Linked DNA regions of Sus scrofa: region 1 is linked to region 2. The links are chromatin contacts, called in public Hi-C maps. All regions are on one chromosome and are shown on one strand. Each heading gives the region's core, a stretch centred on a gene start, on an enhancer-like site or on the middle of the called end of the contact. The rest is flanking DNA. Distances are from core to core; before and after follow the strand shown.

The links. Hi-C and Micro-C count contacts between places; a contact is called where the count stands out from the background.
Region 1: a contact with region 2 is called in a Hi-C map of liver, with 1.8 times the contacts expected there. The contact joins the enhancer-like site here to the promoter of FBXW11 in region 2. A contact is called at or near these places in 4 of 5 promoter capture datasets (fetal skeletal muscle, liver and skeletal muscle), 14 of 47 Hi-C or Micro-C datasets (blood, embryonic fibroblasts, epiblast stem cells and 5 more) and 2 of 2 datasets of contacts at active chromatin or transcription factors (alveolar macrophages and skeletal muscle).

Annotation. Positions count from the first base shown.
Region 1 is chr16:52,270,262-52,275,950 of Sscrofa11.1, reverse strand. All of the region lies in intron 2 of FBXW11 (F-box/WD repeat-containing protein 11), which reads right to left. Among named protein-coding and RNA genes, the nearest start is that of FBXW11, 61 kb to the right of the region's middle. Within about 2 kb of position 3,685, at least 2 of the 83 cell types and tissues checked have an H3K27ac peak or open chromatin away from gene starts, as enhancers often do. A contact at or near this core is called in liver, where this site is marked.
Region 2 is chr16:52,210,858-52,216,297 of Sscrofa11.1, reverse strand. It overlaps FBXW11 (F-box/WD repeat-containing protein 11), which reads right to left and starts at 3,897. Exons shown (of 14, transcript XM_021077115.1): 1 at 3,448-3,897. The coding sequence starts at 3,492.

The DNA.
Region 1 (5,689 bases), core at 2,436-4,935, 60 kb before region 2:
TAATTGTAATGTATACATGTAGGGATGACTTGATCCCCTTGCTGTACAGTGGGAAAAAAATAAAAATTAAAAAAAAAAAAAAAAAAGCAGAGATAATGACTGACTTAGCTAGGTTGAGCTGCTATAACAAAACACCACAGGAGTTCCCCTTGTGGTGCAGTGGAAATGAATCCAACTAGTATCATGAGGACAAAAGTTCGACCCCTGGCCTCACTCAGTAGGTAAAGGATCTGGCATTGCCATGAACTGTGGTGTAGGTGGCAGACGTGGCTTGGATCCTGCATTGCTCTGGCTGTGTTGTAGGCTGGGAACTGTAGCTCCGACTGGACCCCTAGCCTATGAACTTCCATGTGCTGTGGGTACAGCCCTAAAAGGAAAAAAAAAAAAACAAAACCATAGACTGGGGGACATATTGTGCTTGGGTTGTGGGATGGAAATCCTGTGAAATTGGATTGTTATGATCATTATACAACTACAGATGTGATAAATTCATTTGAGTAATAATAAAAAAAAATAAACAAACAACAACAAAAAAATATGTGTGGGGGAAAAAAACAATAACATATTCAAAGGAGAAATGGATAAACCCAAATTCATATTTGGAGACTTCAACACTCCTCAGTTATGCATAGAACATGCAGACAGAAAAGAATAAAATATAGAGGACATGAATAACAAATATCAGTCAACTAAAGCTAACTGACAGTTATAGAACACTCTACCCAAGAAAGGAACACATTCTTTCCAAGTAGAAACAAACATTCACCAAGATAAATGCTATTCTGGGCCATAAAACAGGGTTCAATAAATTTAAAAGGACTGAAATCATACAAAATATGTTTTGGAATGACAAAGAATTAATCTAAAAATGTTTGGAAATTAAACAATGCATCACTAAACAACACAGGGTTCAAAAAAAATCACAAGGAAAATTAGAAAATATTGTGAATAAAATTAAAATTAAAATTAAAAATATTAAATATTATGGGATATACCTAAAGCAGAGATTAGAGAGCATTAAATGCATGTATTAGAAAAGAAAATGGTCTTCAAAGCAATAATCTAAGCTTCCACCATTAAAAACTAGAAAATTAGCAAAACAAACCCAAAATAAGCAGCAGGAAGGAAATAATAAAGATGAGGTCCAAAATTAACACAACAGAAAACAAAACAAACATACAAAAAAATAATAAACCAAAAGTCATGTCTCAAACAATCAATAAAACTGATAAACTTCTAGCCAGACTGATAAGGAAAAAATCATCTATGAAAAAAATTTCCTATCTCAAATAAAAGTAGGAACATGAGTTCAGATCCTATAAGTATAAAGGAAAATAAAGGAATAGGAGAAATTTATACTAATACATTCCACAACTCATGAGAGGGACAAATTCCTTAAAAGATAACAAGAAGAAATGGATAACCTCAATAGCCCTACGTCTACTGAAGAAAGTAGCTTTAGTGTAAATTTTTTCTTTATTTAAGGAAGAAACAAAAAGTATCAATTCTATACAAATTTTCCAAAAAGCAGATGAAAAAGGAACATCTCTAACTGTATTTTTTTTTTTTTTTTGTCTTTTTGCCATTTCTAGGGCTGCTCCTGTGGCATATGGAGGTTCCCAGGCTAGGGGTCAAATCGGAGCTATAGCCACTGGCCTATACCACAGCTCACGGCAACACTGGATCCTTAACCCACTGAGCAAGGCCAGGGATTGAACCCACAACCTCATGGTTCCTAGTCGGATTCATTAACCACTGGGCCACAACGGGAACTCCTCTAACTGTATTTTGAACTCAAGTAATTTGATAACAAAAACCTATCAAACACATCACAAGAAAAAGAAAACAAATATATGATTGTTGTGGATATTACACTACATCCATCTGTCAAAACTAAATGAACTATAGACTTAAAATTGGTGAATTTTATTATATATGAAATATATATCAAAAAAGTCAACTTCTTAAAAAATTTAAGTGCTACACAAAAACAAAAACTTTCCCACAAAGCAAACTCAAGGTCTAACTGGCTTCACTAATAAATACTATCAAACATTTAAGGAAGAAATAACAGCAAATTTTACCAAACTCTTTTTTGAAACAGAGGTGATTATTCATTTTATTAGGATAATCCTAATGCTAAAACCTAAAAAAGACATCATCAAAAAAGAATTGACCAATTACCTTCAGGTACAAAGAGAAAAGTATACTCAACAGAATATTAGCAAATCAAATACAAAATTATATAAAAAGGGTACTTCATCATGATCAGTTGGGGCTTTCTCAGAATTAAACATTGGCTGAACATTCCAAAAAAAAAAAAAGAAAAAATTAGTGTTAACAGACCATATTAAAAGAAGAGAAGTTATATGATAATTTCGATAAATGCATTTAGGGCATAAAACAAAATTCAAAAACCACTTGATTAAAAACTCTTGGGTAACTTAATATGATAAAGGACATGTATCTTTAAAATTTTATAGCTAATATCATACTTAATGGTAAAAGATGAAACACTTTCCACTGTACTCTAGAACAAAAGTAGAATAACCATTGTCACACTTCTAGTCAATAAAAATTTCACTAGTCACAGCAAGTGCAATAAGGCAAGAAAAAGAAATAAAAGGCATAAATATCAGAAAGGATCCATAAGACATGACTGTCTATAAAAAAACTCCATAGGAACATACAAAACAAGTAGACTAACGTGTGACATCAGCAAAGTCACAGGATACAAAAAATAAAAAGAACAAATGAAGCTACACGAAACTCAATGAAGAGGTTAAGAGTTCTTGAATAACCAGCACAATATTAAAAGAAGAAAGTCAAAGGACTGACACTTCCTAACTTCAAGAATTACTGTAAAGCAAGACTAATCATGACAGTGCATGGTTACTGCTGAAAGAAAGACAAATAGATCAATGAAACAGAAGAGAGAGTCCAGAAAGAGACTCACATAAATACAGTCAGCCAATCTTTGACAGAGGAGCAAAGGCAACACAATGGAGCAAAGATAATTTCAACAAATGATACTGGAACACACAGAAGAACATCTAGGTGACCTTGAGTATGATGAAGACTTTTTATTTATTTATTTATTTTTTGGGTCTTTTTGCTATTTCTTGGGTCACTCCAGCGGCATATGGAGGTTCCCAGGCTAGGGGTCTAATCAGAGCTGTAGCCACCGGCCTACACCACAGCTCACGGCAACGCCGGATCATTAACCCACTGAGCAAGGGCAGGGATTGAACCTGCAACCTCATGGTTCCTAGTCGGATTTGTTAACCACTGCGCCACAATGGGAACTCCCTGATGAAGACCTTTTTGATACAAACACTGGAGGCACAATCTGTTAAAGAAATAACTGATAAGCCAGAATTCATTAAAATTAAAAACTTCCTGCTCTGTGAAAGACACTGTCAAGAGAGAATGAAAAGAGAAACCACACACTTAGAATAAATAATTGCAAAAGACAAATTTGATAAAGGACTGTTAGCCAAAATATAACCACCACCCCCAAAAAACCCTCTTAAAACTTAGTAAGAAAATGAACAAGTGGAATTCTTGTTGTGGCATAGCAGGTTAAGAATCCAACTGCAATGGCTTGGATCCTTAGGAGGCATAGGTTTGATCCCAGGCCTGGTGCAGTGGGTTAAAGGACCTGGCACTGCCAAAGCTGTAGCTGAGGCAAAGGTTGTACTCAATCCCTGGCCAATGGACTTTCCTGTGCCGCAGGTGAGACCATTAAAAAAAAGAAGAAGACAATTTTAAAAGTGGAAAGAAGACATGAACAGACACCTCATCAAAGAAGATAAAAAATGGCAGTAAGTATATGTCAATAGTTATGAGAAAAATAAATTTATTATACACCATGTACGTCTTAGTGTGTTCTGGCATACTGCTCTTATGGAATCTAATTGAAAAGAGTACTCCAAACTGAACTAAGTATGTTCAAACAAGTATTTGATGTTATTTTTTATATGCTTTGAATCAGAAATTCAAAACTCAAGAAAGGACATACACCAAAAGCAGAAAGAAATGAATAAGATTTAACTGAGAAAATAAAAATAAGATTATAATAGAAATGAAAGTAACTTACAATGCCCCCAAAATGATAAATTCAAACGAAAAATGAAAAAGAGGCATTGAAGAAAAGCAGGGAAATAACCTAAGAGAATGAAAATGAGATAAAGACACAAAATGGGAAACAGAGAAGTGGTAGAAATGGAAGAAAAACAGAATACCTATGTATAATTGGAGTTTCTAAACACACCCACACACAAATAATGAAACAATTAACATTTAAAACTAGAATCCAAGGGGTTACCTAGAGCTAAGTGAGTGAGGAAAAATGGGGAATGATAGCTGAAAGGGTTTCATTCTGACATGATGAAAATGTTCTAAATTGATTTTCGTAATGGCTGCACAGCTGTGAATATGCTAAAAATCAGTGCACTATACACTTCAAATGGGAAAACTGTATGATGTGTGAATTATAACTCAATAAAGCTGTCATTTTTTATAACTGAGTAGGACCCTATAGGGCCTTCCAGGGACAGATCCCTCCCCCACATCCTTTGCTTTAGCTTCTCTCTAGCACCTAGGTAACAGCATCTGGTGCATATTTCCTGAACTGTTTTATACATGCTAAAACTCCCACCAAACAGAAAATGTTAACTTTCTGATGACCATGAGCACAGAGCCCTCAGGCCTACTGAAGCCTAAGGACTGATAATGTTAACCCCTAGAACACCACCCTGTCACCTCACATCAACCAACCACAGAATTGTGCACAAGCTGATCACACACCCGGGACACCCCTCCATCCATCACCTGGACTTTAAAAAGCCTTTCCAGAAACCCTTCAGAGAATCCAAGTATTTTGAGCACTAGCTGCCCTGGACTCCTAGCTTGGTGCCCTGCAATAAACACTGCACTTTTTTTCATCACAACCCACTGTCAGTGGATTGGCCTTACTGTGTTGTGTGCATGCAAACAGTTCCCAGTTTGGTTCGATAACACTATAATTCAAGAAAATTTTCCACAAATAAAAGGAAATCTGAACTGCCTGTTAAAAAGGTCTCCAGATACTAGGGAAAAATTGGCTCCCTCCTATTAAACTCCTAGAGATATCCTAGGAAAATTATCAGATGCTAAAATAAAAGAAGAGATTTCTCAGTTTCCAGTCAAAAAAAAAAATTGTTTTAATTAAAAGAAAACTTAGAAAAGAGCATGAATCAGATTAGCATCAAATATCATAAAAGCAAAGTACCAAGCAAGGCATTAGTTGAACAGCACTTTCCAAAAACTGTATAAAAGAAAGTGTAAAGCAAAGATTTTATAACCAAAGACAACAAAAGTTTTAAATGGGTCAGGTATTCTGTATCCTTGAGCCCTTCCTAAGTAACCAAGAGATGACTCAGAAAACTTTAGCATAAAAATTAATGGTTAACATTTAAAAATAACTAATTATGGTACAGATATAAGAATAAAACAAAGAAGAAGATGGGGGTTGAGGAATATGTCATACATTCAGAAAAACAGGAGTAATACACCTTAAAAGTTGGAAGGAGAAGGGATCAGAAGCGGAAACGACTCCTGACTAGGCAATAGGAGGGAGTTAAAAAATACCATTAAAAACTGATAAACTTATTAATGAAATATTAAATAAAATTCCAAGAATTTTAAG
Region 2 (5,440 bases), core at 2,648-5,147:
TTCACCATCAGCAAGCATAAATTCAGTTGTCTCGATCCAGAATTTATTGTCTATATTAAAGACTGAATCCGGAGTTCCCGTCATGGCTCAGTGGTTAACGAATCCAACTAGGAACCATGAGGTTGTGGGTTCGATCCCTGGCCTCACCCAGTAGTTTGGGGATCTGGCATTGCCGTGAGCTGTGGTGTAAGTCGCAGATGAGGCTCGGATCCCGCATTGCTGTGGCTTCTAGTGAAGGCTACAGCTCTGATTAGACCCCTAGCCTGGGAACCTCCATTTGCCGTGGGTGCGGCCCTAGAAAAATACAAAAAGACAAACAAACAAACAAACAAAAAAGACTGAACCCTATGAGGGAGGTCAGCTGGAGAAGCTTTTTGTGGACCTGGCCGCAGACCAGGGTAGGAGTCACAATGGAGGTTATATTTTGAAGATTTAATTATTCTGCTATCACCAGTTTTATTTCCTAGTAAACTAAAAAAGCACAAGGAAAAAAGGGAGAAAGAACCATAATCAAAGAAAGTAGAGGGAGGAAGGTTAAGAAACTGGTAAAACCCAAGAAGTCTGCTTCCTTCCTTTGATATAGCACACTCTGGAATATGAAATGAAAGTTATCCTGTTAACCATTAAGTACCGAACTGGTACAGGCCGCACAATCACAAATATTTGAATACTGAAGCTGACTCATAAAAATCTAAAAATATTTCATGCTTTAGGCTTTCAAAATACCACCAGTTTAACCCCTTCCCCTCCTTTCATCATATTATTTTGAAACCAATGTAAAAAAATTTTTTTTCTTAACCTAGTTTTGGAAACTGTAATGAAAATGCAATGAATACAGAAAGCCACATGCAATTGGATTTTAAAGCATTATCATTCCTACATCTGATCCGGGATTCAGTAAAGTGGTTGTTAAGTACCTGTGCTATCTACTACACTAAAATAAACACACAAATGTTCATCAAAAGGATTGCCTAAGAGTCTTAACTGGTAGCTCTTTGAGGGAGTATCAAAATCCATATATGAAAAGGCATTTTAAAATTGATCTAGATAGCTGTTAAATTTTTTTGTTAAACTATCTTAAGAATCCCAGTTTGTAAAGCCCTTGAAAGAGCTGAAATATCTTTTCAGATCACAGACACAATTATGTAAAATCAAAACTTTTTCAATTTATAAGCATAGGAAACCAGTATATTTAGGTCAGAGATTTTTTTTTTTCTACATCCACTCAAAACACTAAATGGATTACACTGTATTCATTTCTAATTCTCTTCAAAATAAAGACATTTTAGTTATTGTTTTAATGGCATGTAAATGGAAGGAGCACTGAACACTTTCAAAGAGGTACCAAGTTACAATTTTCTTTTTCTTTTTTTTTTTTTTTTGTCTTTTTGCCATTTCTTGGGCCGCTCCCGCGGCATATGGGAGATTCCCAGGCTAGGGGTCTAATTGGAGCTGTAGCTGCCAGCCTACGCCAGAGCCACAGCAATGCTGGATCCGAGCCGTGTCTGCGACCTACACCACAGCTCACGGCAACGCCGGATCCTTAATCCACTGAGCAAGGGCAGGGATCGAACCCGCAACCTCATGGTTCCTAGTCGGATTCGTTAACCACTGCGCCACGACGAGAACTCCCCCCAAGTTACAATTTTCGATATGAAGCACTCCTGTTGTAAATACATGTATTACACATACATGTAAGCATATATACTATATATGCAATTCCAGTTAAGATATTTTACTAAAATAACCCCTTACAAAATTTGCAGATTATCAAAGGCTTGATTACAAAAGTTTGATAAACTTTACTGAAAGGAAAAATTACTTAATAAATTACTTAATAAATGAAAATCAAACTTATGGTGACAGTATCCCTTAGAAAGCAACCACACCAGTGCGCGCACGCACACACACACCCCAGAAACTACCAGAGCTTTTTTTCCCCTCTAGTTTTCAAGACTGCTGAAGAAGTCTAGTGAATTATGCAAAGGACAGCAAATATTAAGCTGCCTCCATATTTATGCTACTGTACTTCCATTTTTAAAACATGCACCTCAACTCCCCAGATACCATCATCCACAGACACCATGCAGCTATCCAACAGACTTTCAATGTCACCATTTATTATTTATAGCATTAAATGGGGGAAGTGGCTCTGATGTCACCGACCCTACCCAGTGGAATCACTGACTCAATAAACATTTTCACACTGGAGAAAATCTGGCTAGGAAAACGTTTTGCTGTGTTAAGTAGATTCTTTCACCTTTCCTCTCAACCTTAGAGTAGAAGTTGTTACTGTATTAGAAGAGATACAAAGAAACTGTCAAGATTTCCACAGGAAGAAAGCCTGGGCCTGTCCATTTGCTGAGGCAAAGAGCTTCCCCTCCCAGCTCTCCAGAGCCCAGTTTGATTTCCCTAGTATTCCAATTGGCAGGTAATAGCTATCATATTTTATTTCTTCCACCAAGTCATCCACCAAAGAGCAAGTTCTTCGTTTCTACTAGCCACTCTCTCGTGGCCCTGTTTCTAAAAACCTTAGGCTCCAAGTCCCAAGGCGGAGGGGGGGTTGGGATTCGTGGGGCCAGAGGGTCTGGCCTGGGTACCAAAGGTTTCTAACAGAAGAGTGATCGATTTCCCAGGGGCCTAGGATTCTCTCCTACTCCTTTTCTAGAAGAAAGAACTGGCGGCGCAGATGAGGACAAGCCCTCTTCCCCCTCCCCAATTTCCCAGAGCGGCTCTGGAAAACGTGAAGTTACAGTGTCTCTTTCCTGGGAGATGGAATCCAGAGTACCTGGGGCCTCGCTATCCAAACATCCCTCTCGGCCGGGTAGGAAACCCTTTGTCCGAGAAGCCGGACACCACAGGGGCCCAGGAAAGAGGCCCCTTATCGGTCACAGCCTCAAACCCGAGAGCTCCCCACCTCCACCCCTGTAGGGCCTATGCCGGCATCCACACAGCCCTGGCTTGAGAAGAGGGTGCTGAGAGACCCCTTCTAGGACGCAGAGGCCGAGACCCCAGGTCGATCTTCTCTGTACCCCCTCCCATCACCATCTCACTCGGCCTGAGTGGGGCTTGCAAGAGCGATGCAGGCCTGGCCGGAGAATTAGAAAAAGAAAAAACAGAAAACCCCTTCTAAGGGAGGAAGGAGATGCTTGAGCGAGTGTGAGCTAAGGCCACAGCACAAGCGAGCGAGGGTCGTTCCAGGGATGGGCCCAGAGACAGGAGAGAAGGGAGGGAGGGAGGAAAACCGAGGGGCATGGAGGGGGCCGGACCAGGTCCGGCCTGAGATCTCGAGGGATCCGGAGTAAAGCGCGCCGGGCCGGAGGGCCCAGGTTCGGGCCGAGGCAGCGGGGAAGGGCCAGGGCCGGCCTCGCGCCGGACGTTGAGATGGGCAGGCCCGCCCGGGGCCGGACGGACGGAAGAACGGACGGTCCAGCGGGCCGCACTCACCATGAGCTCGATGGTCTTGTCCTCAATCACCGAGTCGGGCTCCATGGCGGCCCTGGCGGCCCCGCCTCGCTCTCCCCGCGCAGCAGCGAACGGCCCGGGCGGAGGAGGCGACGGCGGAGGCGGCAGAGGCGGAGGCGGCTATCGCACCCACTCTAGCTGCCAGCCCGCCCGGGCCGCCGGCAGCTCCGCCCTCCCCCTCGGCGAACGCAGTACGCAGAGCGAGGACTACAGCTCCCGGCAGGCGCCGCGGGTCCCGCAGAGCGTTGTGGGAACGAGAAGACCCCGCCAGACCAATCTCTCCTAGCCGTCCGAAGCTGAATTCTCAGCCGAAAGTAGCACGGGACTGCGAATGAGAGACGTGCAGACCTAAAGAATTACGGGCTTCCTCAAGGTGGGGCTTCAGGTGCGCGCCTACTACATATCCCAGAAAGCCCTGCGCGCGGGTTCTCTTTCCGGCTAGTTTCTTCTGACTTCCTGGCAGCCCGAGGCTCCCCGGACCCGGACGGAAACTCCAAGGCAACTCTTCACTTGCCAGCGATCCTGCGTGCGCGACCGATTTCCGCACATGCGCGGTCTGTGCCTGCAGTGCCCGCTCGACACCTAAGTAACGGCACGGTTGGTCTGGCCTCTGTGGCAGGGTGAGGTGTTGGCGACAGGTGGGTTCTAGGAAGGGATGGTCTTGGGGCTCAAGTGTCGGAGGGGGGCCAGCGAGCGAGAGAGCTCGGGCAGAGAAGGAGGCTCTGAGAGCATGGGCGTCCCAAGAGTGGCGTCCCAAGAGGGGTTTGGAAATTTAGTTGAGAAAGAGGAGTTTTGTGGTCTCTGTGCACCACGTACTGGGAGGAACTGAGAGGTGAAAGAGAACCTATTATTCATTCGTTTAGAAAGTATCTTTTAAACTTCCAGCCTCTGCTCGTCACTAGCCTAGGCCCTGGGAATCAGCTCTGATCCCTACAGACAAGGCTTCTCTTCTCACGCAGCGTAATTCTGGTAGGGGGAAGACAGACATTAACCATAAGAAGGAACACAGCTGGAGATGCCCAGTGAATTCTGCCTCCAGCTCGGTATAAACCTTATCAGGTCTGTCAGTAACCTCAAACCAAAGACGACAAAGGCCCGCTGAGAATTAACAGGTTGGGTTTATTGCTGGTTGCAGAGAGAGAGAACACACACCATGAAGAACTGTGGGGCATCTCAGGAGGAGTTGTCAGGTGATTTGGATGAGGGTTTAAGAAAGTGGGACTTTACCCTGGATAAGATGCTGTCAGAAAGTGGAGGTAATTTTATGATTGGGCATCTCAGTAAATGTTATCTAGACGGAAGGACTACTAGACGAGGCTGAAGTCCTGATTGGTAGAGAAGCAGGAGTCCCTCATTACCAGAATAAGGGCTATTTGGTCATTTTTTGTGGTTTGAACAATGTCCCTGTTTGATCTGTGTTCAGATTTAATTAGGAGTGGTTTCGCTTTTGTATTGGTCTATCATGGCCATAGAATGGCTTTGTCTAACATTTATGTTCTATGAAATTAGGTTCAACAAGAAAACACGAGGCCTAGCTAAGAGGACCAGGCTATCATCTAGTAACATTACTGCCTGTTTGATTGTATCAGGCCAGCTGCCAAATGTCAAAGGCTACTGTTCTCTTTCTCAAGTGTTTTGCATTTTCTGCACCTGTAAAGGGAAGGGACTAGATGACCTCTAAGTCTTTCCATTTCCAAGCACCGAATTGCTACAGTAATTTGTATGCATGCAGGACACAGTGTAAGTTCTGTTCAATACAGTTTTAAGTTTAATGGCCCTTATCCGATGCTTTCTACTTAGGGAATTGAAAGAAAAGCAATAGGAAGAACACAGAATTAAAAAGCTATTATTCCTAACATGGTGTCTGAATTTCACCAGACCCCTTTGCCTCTCTAGGCTTTGAGACATTCATTAGTTAAATAAAGGGATTGGAATAAATGACCTCTATTTCAGCTACCTATTGCATCATCATAAA